Linked DNA regions of Triticum aestivum: region 1 is linked to region 2. Evidence: chromatin contacts called from public Hi-C data. All regions are on one chromosome and are shown on one strand. Each heading gives the region's core, a stretch centred on a gene start, on an enhancer-like site or on the middle of the called end of the contact. The rest is flanking DNA. Distances are from core to core; before and after follow the strand shown. Region 1 holds the start of LOC123096075. Region 2 holds the start of LOC123096071 (protein DA1-related 1).

What was found. Hi-C and Micro-C count contacts between places; a contact is called where the count stands out from the background.
Region 1: a Hi-C map of leaf shows a contact between it and region 2, with 7 times the contacts expected there. The contact joins the promoter of LOC123096075 here to the promoter of LOC123096071 in region 2. A contact is called at or near these places in 3 of 5 Hi-C or Micro-C datasets (all in leaf) and 1 of 1 datasets of contacts at active chromatin or transcription factors (leaf).

What each region holds. Positions count from the first base shown.
Region 1 is chr4D:45,293,549-45,299,107 of IWGSC CS RefSeq v2.1, forward strand. LOC123096075 reads left to right here and starts at 2,769. Exons shown (of 9, transcript XM_044517670.1): 1 at 2,769-3,159; 2 at 3,290-3,351; 3 at 3,440-3,501; 4 at 3,595-4,438; 5 at 4,532-4,624; 6 at 4,721-4,822; 7 at 4,921-4,980; 8 at 5,072-5,238; 9 at 5,371-5,559. The coding sequence starts at 3,000. The coding sequence ends at 5,452.
Region 2 is chr4D:44,998,428-45,003,827 of IWGSC CS RefSeq v2.1, forward strand. It overlaps LOC123096071 (protein DA1-related 1), which reads right to left and starts at 3,585. Exons shown (of 12, transcript XM_044517667.1): 1 at 3,282-3,585; 2 at 2,417-2,694; 3 at 1,847-1,934; 4 at 1,495-1,657. The coding sequence starts at 2,671.

The DNA.
Region 1 (5,559 bases), core at 1,519-4,018, 290 kb after region 2:
GAGAAGAAGCCATCCAGCTACTAGCTATGGACCCGTAGGTCTGTGGTAAACTACTCACGCTTCATCGGAGAGGCAATGGTGTTGATGTAGAAGCCCTCCATGATCGAATCCCCCTCCGACAGGATGCCGGAAAAGGCCCCTAGATGGGATCTCATGGGTACAGAAAGTTGCGGCGGTGGAAAAGTGGTTTTGTAGCTCCCATGGAAGTTTTTGGGACATTTGAGAATATATAGGAGGAAGATCTAGGTCAGGGGGTCACCGAGGGGCCCACAAGGTCGGGGCAGCGCGCCCTACCCCCTGGGCACGCCCTCCACCCTTGTGGCCGCCTCGTGGCTCTTCTGACTTGCACTCCAAGTCTCCTGGGTGTCTTCTGGTCCAAGAAAATTCATCGCGGAAGTTTTATTCCGTTTAGACTCCGTTTGGTATTCCTTTTCTGCGAAACTCTAAAACAAGGAAAAAAACAGGAACTGGCACTGGGCTCTAGGTTAATATGTTAGTCCCAAAAATCATATAAAATAGCATATTAATGCATATAAAACATCCAAAACAGATAATATATTAGCATGGAACAATCAAAAATTATAGATACGTTGGAGACGTATTAATGACGGATGGTTGATGATGACTCCGGAGCCCAGAACGGACTCCAGATCAGCCCTCCCGATGAAGAACAGGAGGTGGCGGTGGCTCCGTATTGTAAAACATGATGATTCCTTCTCTCTAGGTTTTTGCTAGATGAATAGGTACATATGGAGTTGGAGTTATGGTTGCGGGAGCTGTTAGGGGCCCACAAGCCTGCCCAGCGCGCCCTAGGGCACGCCCCCTGGGCTTTTGGCGCCCTGGTGGACCCCCTCTGGTATTTCTCTTTGCTAGTATTTTTTATATATTCTGGAATAATTCTCCGTAAAGTTTCAATGTCAATCCGAGAACTTTTATTTCTGCAAAAAAAACAACACCATGGCAATTCTGCTGAAAACAGCGTCAATCCGGGTTCCATTCAAATCATGCAAATTAGAGTCCAAAATAAGAGTGAAAGTGTTTGAAAAAGTAGATGCGTTTGGGATGTATCAGACGCCCACGCGCCCGCTCCATGTCCGCCTCGGGCCCGCGTGGCAGCCGCCCATCTACCTCCCACCGTCCACGTTTACGGTGCAAGCTTGGGCGAACCCACCTACCAGCCACCCCGGGCGAGCGGTCGTCGTCTTTTTTAGTGTGGAAGTCGTGGACCAGTGGGATTCCAGACTTCCACCCGCAGTGACGCGTGCCTCCCCGGCCGCAGGACGAGGCACGAGGTCGGGTCGTTGTCCGACCATTGTCGTCGCTCCCCCACTCCACCTCCACCTCCACTGCCCGCATTCCATATATCGCCGGACGGCGCCCCACCTCGTCAGCTGTTGTACATCAAGGCGGGATCTGCAAGAGGTACTAGGAGATGCGCACGCCACTGCCGTGGGGCGACGTGCACCTTCCCAACAACTGGCACCTCTCCATGAATCGGGTGCCCATCCCACCGGTCCCGGTGAGCGGCCGCGCCCGACGGGAGGAGATCAATCGACGCTGCGCCCGCCTGCCGTCGGACCTCATCGACGACTGGAGGTGCGCCATCGACTCGCCGCTCTGGGATACATGGCTCTGCGACGAGCATGACATCTGTCGGCAATCTTTCTTTGTCGGCCGTCCTTCGAGCCCACAGCGGGCGCGCTCTGTCCGCCCCGCGCGCGCTCTCAGCCTGCCCCAGCACCGCGGGCATAGGTTGATTCGCGGCCTGACTACTATGTCGTCGCCGTCACGACCCGAGCCAATGACGGTCGAGGAGGAGGAGGGCCTCATGAGGCAGGTTATGGAGGACTCCCTCCACACCCACGATGAGCGCCAATGGCAGGGCCTCACGGAGATAATGGCCCTGTCAGCGGCTGCCGACATCGCTTCCCAAAGCTCGACGCCTACGTCAAGGAGGAGGCCTGGAGGACGTGCGGGCAGAGGCGCCTAGGGAGGAGGAGCCGATGGGATGGAACCTGGCCTTGGTTGGGCAGTCCGGGACTTGGACGGAGATTGTGTCGTGCACGCCTGAGGTGGACGCCGGCCCGTTCCCCGCCACGGGAAGAGGTTGTGTAGGTGCCACCGCAACCGCCACAGCAGACGCCTCCGGCCTGGCAGGGGCCGCCAGCCCACCTCTAGCAGCCACCTCGATACGTCGACCTCACCGGCGACGACAACGAGGACGAGTAGGACGGCTGCTACGGAAGTCAATGGCGGCATCGACGGCGACGACCCTTATCTAGTTTTTTTAATGTTCTTTTTAAGTTTTTGTTTATATTAATGTGGTGAACTCGGCTATTGTGGACGTTTTAATGTTTTTTTATTATTTGCAATATTATTTGGTTTTTTTGTTAAATTTGAAGTCTGAATAAACGGACAGTTTGGGATGTGGCGGGTCACTTGGGCGCACCGGCGGTCACACGGCCGCAAGCGAACGGACATGTCCGTTTGCCATCCTTATATGGACAAAATCCAAACGAAACGGCTCGTTTGTGGTCGTGCATTGGAGTCACCCTTACGAGTTAATCCCGTGTATCGTATGCGTGTCCGTGTAGTGTACACGTCATAGTCGGTTTGGGTAATCTAGGTTCATACTATAAATATACTCCATGTAAATCCGGTACTCCGTAACTTTGTGCGTGCACATCTAGCCGCCTTCTACTCCGCACGGCCGGGTTTCACTTTCACCTTCACGCCCGGTGTTACTTTACAGCATCTCTTTATTTACTGCCACATCACCAACGGCCCACGGTTTCAAAAAAGAAAAAAGGGAAACGCCGCCGCTCCAACGGCTAGTTCCCCACAGCCGCTCCCGGATCGGACTCAAAAATCCATCGCCCAACTCGCCACAGCCAGCCAGAGCAGCCACAGCCCACAGCCTCGCCGCAGAACACCATCTCCGACGCCGCCCGCCGCTCTCGCGAGCTAGCTAGCTAGATCGTCGATCCCACCGGGCGCAGATGGAGATCCCCCGCAGCCTCGGCGTCCAGGACAACGAGGAGGAGGAGGAGTACGACAGCGTCTTCTACGAGGACATCGAGGCGCCCAAGTTCGTCGACCTCACCGCGCCCGACGCCGCCTGCCCCGCCGACGACCCCTCCTGGTTCTGCCTCCGCGTAGGTACGCAATCATCCTCTACCCTTTCACAAGCACAGCCCCTCACCGCCGGCGTTCGCTATCGGATCTGAGACGCAAAGACACCAAATTCGCCTCGGCGCTGATCCGTAATCCGTACCCGTACGATATGCAGGCTGCGACCAGAGTCATGAGCACGTCGACCCGGAGGCGCTGCACAGGAGCTTCGTCATGCGGGTAATTCACTGCTAATTCTCGTGTTTGATTGATGTGTGACTGAATTCGACGGCTGACGGAACCGAGTTCTGATCCGTTCCCCCCGCAGGTCATGGCGGCGAGGAGCCCCAACGTGCGGCTGCAGAAGGCCATCAGCAGGAGAAACCAGAGGTGCGCGTCTCTGATGTGAATTTATTTCCTTTCTCGCCGGCCGCCGGCCTGAATTGGACTGTTATTTAGATCGGATTTGTTGACCCCGTGCAGCTCGATGCTGCCGAAATGCCCCCACTCTGCGCCGGCGAAGCCGCCGAGGACGCGGATGACCAGGCTGAGCCTGGCGACGGGGGCGGCCGAGAAGGCGGCGAGGGACAGGCTGCAGGGCCACCGGATTCGCGGCCTGAGGGATTCCCCGGTCCGGACCAAGGCGGCGAGGGTCGACGCGTCCAGCGCGAGGAAGAAGGCTCTGACCACGCCCAGGAGCAAGACCGTGCGGCCGAGGCAGGAGCCCTTCCTCAGCGTGAAGTACCAGAAGGGGCCGGTCGCCACGGCGGCGGCGGAGATCAAGGGGACGGTGGTGAAGGCGCTGTTCATGACCACGCCCAAGAAGGAGACGCCGGCGAAGAGCCAGGCTCCTCCCGTGGCCGAGGTCTGCTCCAAGATGAAGAAGCTCAACCTGGCGTGCCGGGAGGTGCCTAGCAGGTACCTGTCGCAGCTGCCCACGCCGAAGATCGCCAAGAAGTGCGAGGAGACGGCGGCGGCGAAGAGAGTGCAGGAGCCAAGGAGTGGGAAGAAGATGATGATCTTAGGCTGTTCGGCGAAATGCGCCAATGCCGAAACAGATGGGGGGAACCGAAGTGGCCGTGAGAACATCAACGCGGATGAGAACTCGTGCAAACGAACTGCAAGGCGCAATTGGGGGCAAGAACCCAAGGAGGTGCTACAGGGATCACGGGTTGAGGTGGCGGAACCATTGCAGCCCGACATTCACGGCGACGACAAGGAGAATGCGCCGTGCGGTGATCAGCTCGCCGAGCAAGCCTTGAATCGGGAAGAAGAAGATGAAAACAGCAAGCAGTCGGAGGAGAACAATGAGAATGCTCCTCAGAAGGTACTGAAACTCTGACGTTAGTGATGTGGTTTGCCATGGTTTAGCTGTGGGTAGCATATGGTGAACCTGAAATGCTACCATGACTAAATGCAGGTGCTTAAAAGGCAGAACAAGGTAGTGAATGCGGAGCAGGGAGGAAAGCTTAAGAAGAATACCATCCTAAGGCCATTCAGGCTAAGGACTGATGTGAGTTATGATTGCATTGCATCCCCCCATTGCTTGTTTTTGTGAAGGTTTTTCACTCAGTTGCTGAAAGGCCTTTACTCTTTGTGCTGCATTTAGGAAAGACAGGTGTTGAAAGATGCAATTCCAGAAAGAAAACCGACGGTCGCCGAGAAGAACGCCATGCCAGTACTGAAGGACGAAAATAGACGAGTGATGATGGTAAGTTGAATCAGGAGTGCACAACGTTAGATTTCAGATTTCTTCGACTACCACCTGTGGTTACTCATTGTTCTATGTGCTACTGTGATGTGATGCAGCAAACTGGAAGATGCCCTGATGGAAAGGAAAGAGAAAAACTGGCTTGTGGCGAGAAGCAGGTGAGCATTTCCAGGTCCAGATCAATTTAATGGTGGTACAATTTAGAAACACACATGCTGAATTGTTTGTCTGCCCATGTTGCATATTCAGAGGAAACAAATTACATACACCGCCACGAGTCGGCTTGGTGAATCTAAAACGGTTTTGAGTAGCATCCGGCCCAACAATGTGAGGCCTGCGCCTGCGCTGACTAAAGGCAAAACCGTAGAGAAATCACAGAGGGCAGCGTCATCAACAAGAACAGCCAAAATTACAAGGTTTGCAAAACCAAATCAGTTCCTGTCCCTTTCTGAATTTCTGAATTTACACATTGATTTCTGAATTTTAGCACATCATGATATCTTTTCATTTTAGCACATCGTGATATCTTTTCATTTCCCTTTGTTCAGTGATTTCACAGCACCCTCTCGAACTGGAGAAAAGAGGAAGGCCTCGGTGAAAACATCCAGGATCCAAGCAGCAGCAGCTTGACTAGAACATGTGGCAAAAAAAAGAAAGAAGACAACGATTATATTGTCTGCTCCATCCAAAAGACAGAGTGTGTATCTATGGCGTCGAACTGGTTTTGTGAGTTTTGT
Region 2 (5,400 bases), core at 2,335-4,834:
CGAGGAGGGTCACGATACCGAGGCCTTTGCGCATGGGCGCAGGGGTGGAGTGTCGCGCCGATTGCCACCAGTCTAGAAGCGAAGGCTCGTCGTCAGGTGGGGTGCACGGGATCCGCAGCCAGCTTAGCGTCTCGTGCCAGGTTTGCCAGGCCAAGGGGCATGCGAGGATGAGATGGTGCATGGTTTCAGGCGCCTGGTCGCATAGGGGGCACCGTGCGGGGTGTTGCAGCCCACGGCGAGCAAGCCTGTCGGCGGTCCAACATCTGTCGAGGTGGGCGAGCCAGTGGAAGAAGCGGATGCGCGGCGGTGCCCAGTGTTTCCAGGTGAGCTTCCAGGCGGCGCAGGTCGTGGAGCCGGCGAAAGTGGCCGTGTAGGCCGACTTGGCCGAGTAGACGCCGTTCGCGCTCCATCTCCAGATGAGGCAATCGGGCTCGGCAGAGAGGGTCGTGCCCGCGATCCTGTGCCAAAGCTGGAGGCATTGCCCGATCTCGTGGATGCCAACCGTGCCCTGGATATCTCGCGCCCAACGATTGTCCGCCAACCCATCCGCAACAGTCCGGAGTTTGCGACGGCGTTTGGGGATGCACGCGTATAGGAGCGGGGCGATCTCGCGGACGGACCGCCCGCCGATCCATCGGTCCTCCCAGAAGAGGGCGTCTGTGCCGCTTCCGAGCTGCATGGTAGTGGAGGCGAAGAAGAACGCGCGCTCCTCAGCATCGAATTTGGAGGTCGAGGCCTGCCCATGCCTTGGTAGTGTCCGTGCGGCTGAACCATAGCCACCGCGTGCGCAGCGCGAGGCTGGTGCGCGCGAGGTCGCGGACGCCAAGGCCACCAAGAGGGATCGGGCGGGCAACTCGCTGCCAGTTGACGTGGCAGTGTCCGCCGTTTGCCTCCGTGCGCCCGGCCCAGAGGAAGCCACGTTGGATCTTCTCGAGCGCCTTGATGGTCTTCTTGGGGGGGCAGAGCCAGCAGCTGGTGGATGGGGATCGCGCTGAGGATGGCTTTCACAAACGCGAGGCGCCCAGCCTTGTTCACAAGCCTGATGAACAGAATGCCCTAGTATTCGTTGTCATCCCACAGGCATGTACCTTCTCATATCATGCTATGAAGCTGGTCATGAATCAATGGCCTAATGCTATTTTATTACATGTCCTGAATTTTGCTTCATCCCCCAAGCTGATGATACATGAAGTTAAACATCCAGAATCGTATACGTTCTCACCTTTTGTGAGATCAACAAGTTACAGCAATGGATGTAAGTGAAGCACATCTCAACCAAATATATCTGCATGTGTTTTTTTGCTATAAAATCAATTAGTTAGAAAAACCAACACAGTAGATTGTTATTCACTGTTTCACACTAATGCAACATGCAATGCAAGCGCCACTCAGTGGTGTCAAGTGTCAACGAAAGAAAAACAAACTTTTCCAAGTCCACAAGCTAAATTATCGTGAAACTAGAGATGAATCATAATGTAACATTATAACAAATACCTCGATCTACTTGATGGCAAGATATCTGGCAGTAGGCTAGTTGCTGGAGTACTATCTGAGTGAACTCCCCCCGCCGGAATCTTCTGACGAAGAGGATGTTTATCTTTCAGACTTTCTTGCAGAGCCCGTGCAAGCTCTTCATCTTCTAAATGATCATCAGTATCTGGTTCATAAGTAAAAGCAAATGACAAAACATTAAAAATATTCTTTCTATCAACTTTACATATTTGGACATGCTCATTAACCTAGAACTGCTATTCCAAACTAAGAAACTTTAATGACACATGCAACTAGGTAAAAGAATCTCTAAACTAGAGATTATCAAAACTGGTTTAGTTGGGATAATACAAACCAATGGCCTTTCCCTTCCTTTGACCTTCCTCTGATAAGGATAATGCAATAGCACGATCAATGTCTTCATTGTCACTGGTATGTGTACCCTACAGTATAATTGGAACCAAATTAGCAACAGTGAAGTAAATAAAGCTGTTCATTTTATCTTGGAATCATGTACCACGTTGTGCGCCCTGATTTATATAAAAATGCAGTGGCTCCTGAAAAATAAAGCTGTTCATTTTATCTTGGAATCATGTACCACGTTGTGCGCCCTGATTTATATAAAAATGCAGTGGCTCCTGAAAAATAAAGCACAAATTGTTCGATCCCTTGCTATCTATGCTTCTGTAGCATTCAAATTTAAACTTCCCACAACTGATTTATCCCATGTGATTTGTCACAGAGAAGAGCAATTTCAAATTGAGAGAGTAATAAACAGACAAGGAAGCGCATGATAAAACGATAATATATGATAGTCAGAATTAAGATTTGGAGAATCATGATTCGCTTCTATGCATTTTTAGGAATGAACATTTTACAGCTAGTTATTTCCAGCAAAGAAGAAAAAGGCAAAATTGGGCAGTACATGTGACGTAGCGTGCTGGGTTGAATAGCCTTCACTAAAGTTCCCGTCGTACTGTCCTCTTATAACTTTATTTACCGAACTTTTAACAACTTTGCTCAGCCAACCCATGTATTTCTTTATTGGAGGATGAAGATCCATTTTGTCCACCCGATGATGAAAATCTATTTTGTTCAGCCGATGATGACGATCCCTTGGAGGGTGACGATCCTTTGGAGGATGACGATCCCTTGGAGGATGACGACTCATTTTGTGCATCCGAAGGTGGACGACCCTTGTGCCTGCAGCAAAAAGTGAATTCATGCAGAAATAAGCTAAGAGAGACCTGCAGCTGAGTTTCTTATTTGCATTAAAAGCCAACATTGGGAGGAAGTTGAATTTAAGGCTTTAGGCCTGCATCTCCATTAGTATCTCATTTAGTTCATTTTCCGCATAGATTTCAATAATGGGCACTGATGCTCTAGGATACAAACAGTGCATATGTTACTGAATATCTGTGACTATTGCTCGGAATCTTGTTTCATACTTCCAGTGCCTAGAGCAATCAGTCTCCCTCTGAAAAATGTGATTTTCAATTTATCAAATTCGGAGAACACATAAGCAAAAGGCTGTGCCATGTTCCTAGACAATCGCCACTCACAAATTTTATCTAGAACTTGGAGCAAGCAATTAGGTGAGATCTGCTTTGAAATGGAACATCTCAGGTACACAAAAAAAGGGGATAATGGTTCATTATCCATCTGAGGGTGGACTCGACAAGATATTTTGGTGGAAATGTCAACGGTAGGCTCCCAGAGGGATCAGATCATGAAAAAGAAGCCCCAGAACAGCATTGGAACTTGAGAAAGGGAAAGCCATGGCTTCTTACCTCAGGGAAGGAGAGGTACGCGCCAGCGACCTTGGATTCAGCAGAGCACGGACGGGGCTGGAACTGCGCGTGTGTGGGATGCTATATGAACCGCAATAACTTCCAGCCACACCGCGTGCCCGGTCTTCCGCGGCTATTCGTACTGCCTGTCGGCCGGAGACGGCCGGAGAGGCGCGGCGGAGTGCTCCGGCGGGGAAGAGAAGGGGGGCGAAACGGGTGGGAGGAAGAGGCGAGGAGAGCGTGACATGGACGGGCGAGTCAAGAAAATAAAATGCGAATCTGGTGTGGAGGCGAGCGACGCCTCTCCCCCCTAAGCCCTAACTAACTCCCATCCGCCCACCGCTCCGCGTCGCGGTCGCAGCGACGTCAACCCCCCGACGGTACCGGGAGGGGGAGGGAGGCGGCCCACATGCGGGGCCGTGGCGCAGTGGCGTCCCTCTCGGGCATTACGTCGAACGTGTTGGGGGCGTGCTAGTGGAGGGAAATCGCGTGGAAACGACGGTCCGGTCAATTTTGGTTGGATTTGGATGAACTCTAGATGAAAGAGTGTGACATATGTCTTTGGTGTCTATAAACTCTAGATGATCTCAAGGCTAAAAGAGTATACTGCGTCTAGAGTCACTGAACTTTGTCATGCATTTGCAATTTAGTCACAAGCTTTAAAATTGCGATGCACCGGTCACAAACTAAAAATTGGGGTGCGCCAATCAAGGAAGGTTCTTTGCAGAAGGAAGCAATTATAGAAACATAAAAGTTGGAGTATCGGCACTCGCCACTAAGGCCCTGTTTGTTTCAGCTTTGATTGGATTGATATCACCTGTGGATTCTCTTCGGTGGCAAAGTTGTTTTCTTTGTTTCAGTTTTGATTGGATTCAAATCACCTGTGGATTTGGCAAAGCTGAATCAACTTCACCACGAAGTACACTATGAGGTTCTTCAACAAATTGCACTGAAAATGAATCGAATCCGGATTCAACTTCACTGGCAAAAGTTGATTCAGAATAGTTGTTTGTCTCAAGTTCTAGACTAAGTTTCACGGGCAACTTTGGCTTCACTAACAAAGTTGTTTTCAAATAGTCTGTTTATTCCTAAATGTAAGGCTTTTTAGATATTTCAATGCGGACTACATACGGATGTATATAGACGTATTTTAGTGTGTAGATTCACTCGTTTTGCATGCTCCGTATGTAGTCAGTCCGCATTGGAATCTTTAAAAAGGCATATATTTACAAACGGAGGGGATTTGTTTTAGATTCTAGATTTAGCTTCACTGGCAAAAATGAATTTGGTGCCTGAAGCTCAACCAAATAGGGCCATGGAGCTTTGGAGACTAGCAGGTGCACGATGCCTAGAGACCCCTCTCGGGGATCCAGATGAGAGATTGGCATGTTGCCAACCCTTTTTAATCTTTTCTCTGATTTTTCCCTGTGATCGCTTTGATCATGCCACCGTTTTGTCACCCTGCTCTTTGCCGAATATATATGAAAGCCAACAAGTTGCTAGATCTCTCAAAATAAAAACCCTTCCACATCCATTCTAGCAAAGGTGTAGGGCACATGAAATCTGTAATGTTCCTTCAGATTCTTGATGTTATACTCATGAAACTAGAAGTGCAGCTTTAAAGTCAATAAGACAAAGTATATCATATCTAGGAAAGACTACGAAGACCTACGAGACTAGGTGCATGAACCCATGAAGAAAATGTAGAACAAATAATGGACACCTCCATTCCATTATTCATTACACATTTCTAAGCCAGAGAAATACATCCCTTGAGTGTTTTCACCACGATAGACTAAATCGACTTGGCCCTAGCGTCGGTCCTCGTGGGCGACCAAACCCTAGCCCTCTGATCCGCCTCCCCTCCCCTTTATCCCTCCTTGCCGCCACCCGAGGAACTTGACGGGACTATGCTCCGGGGGTGGCTCACCGAGACGGACCAGGCAAGAGGCCAAGATGGGGCCCATAAGGCCCATCAAAGGGATGAACTGACTTACGAGCATATTGCCCCCCAAGTTGTGAAAGGCGGTGACCTAGATCGCATCTCCTCCTTGTAAACCCTAACCTTCGCCGCCTATATAAAGGGAGGTTGGGGAGCTCCCATGACATCTAATCTTAG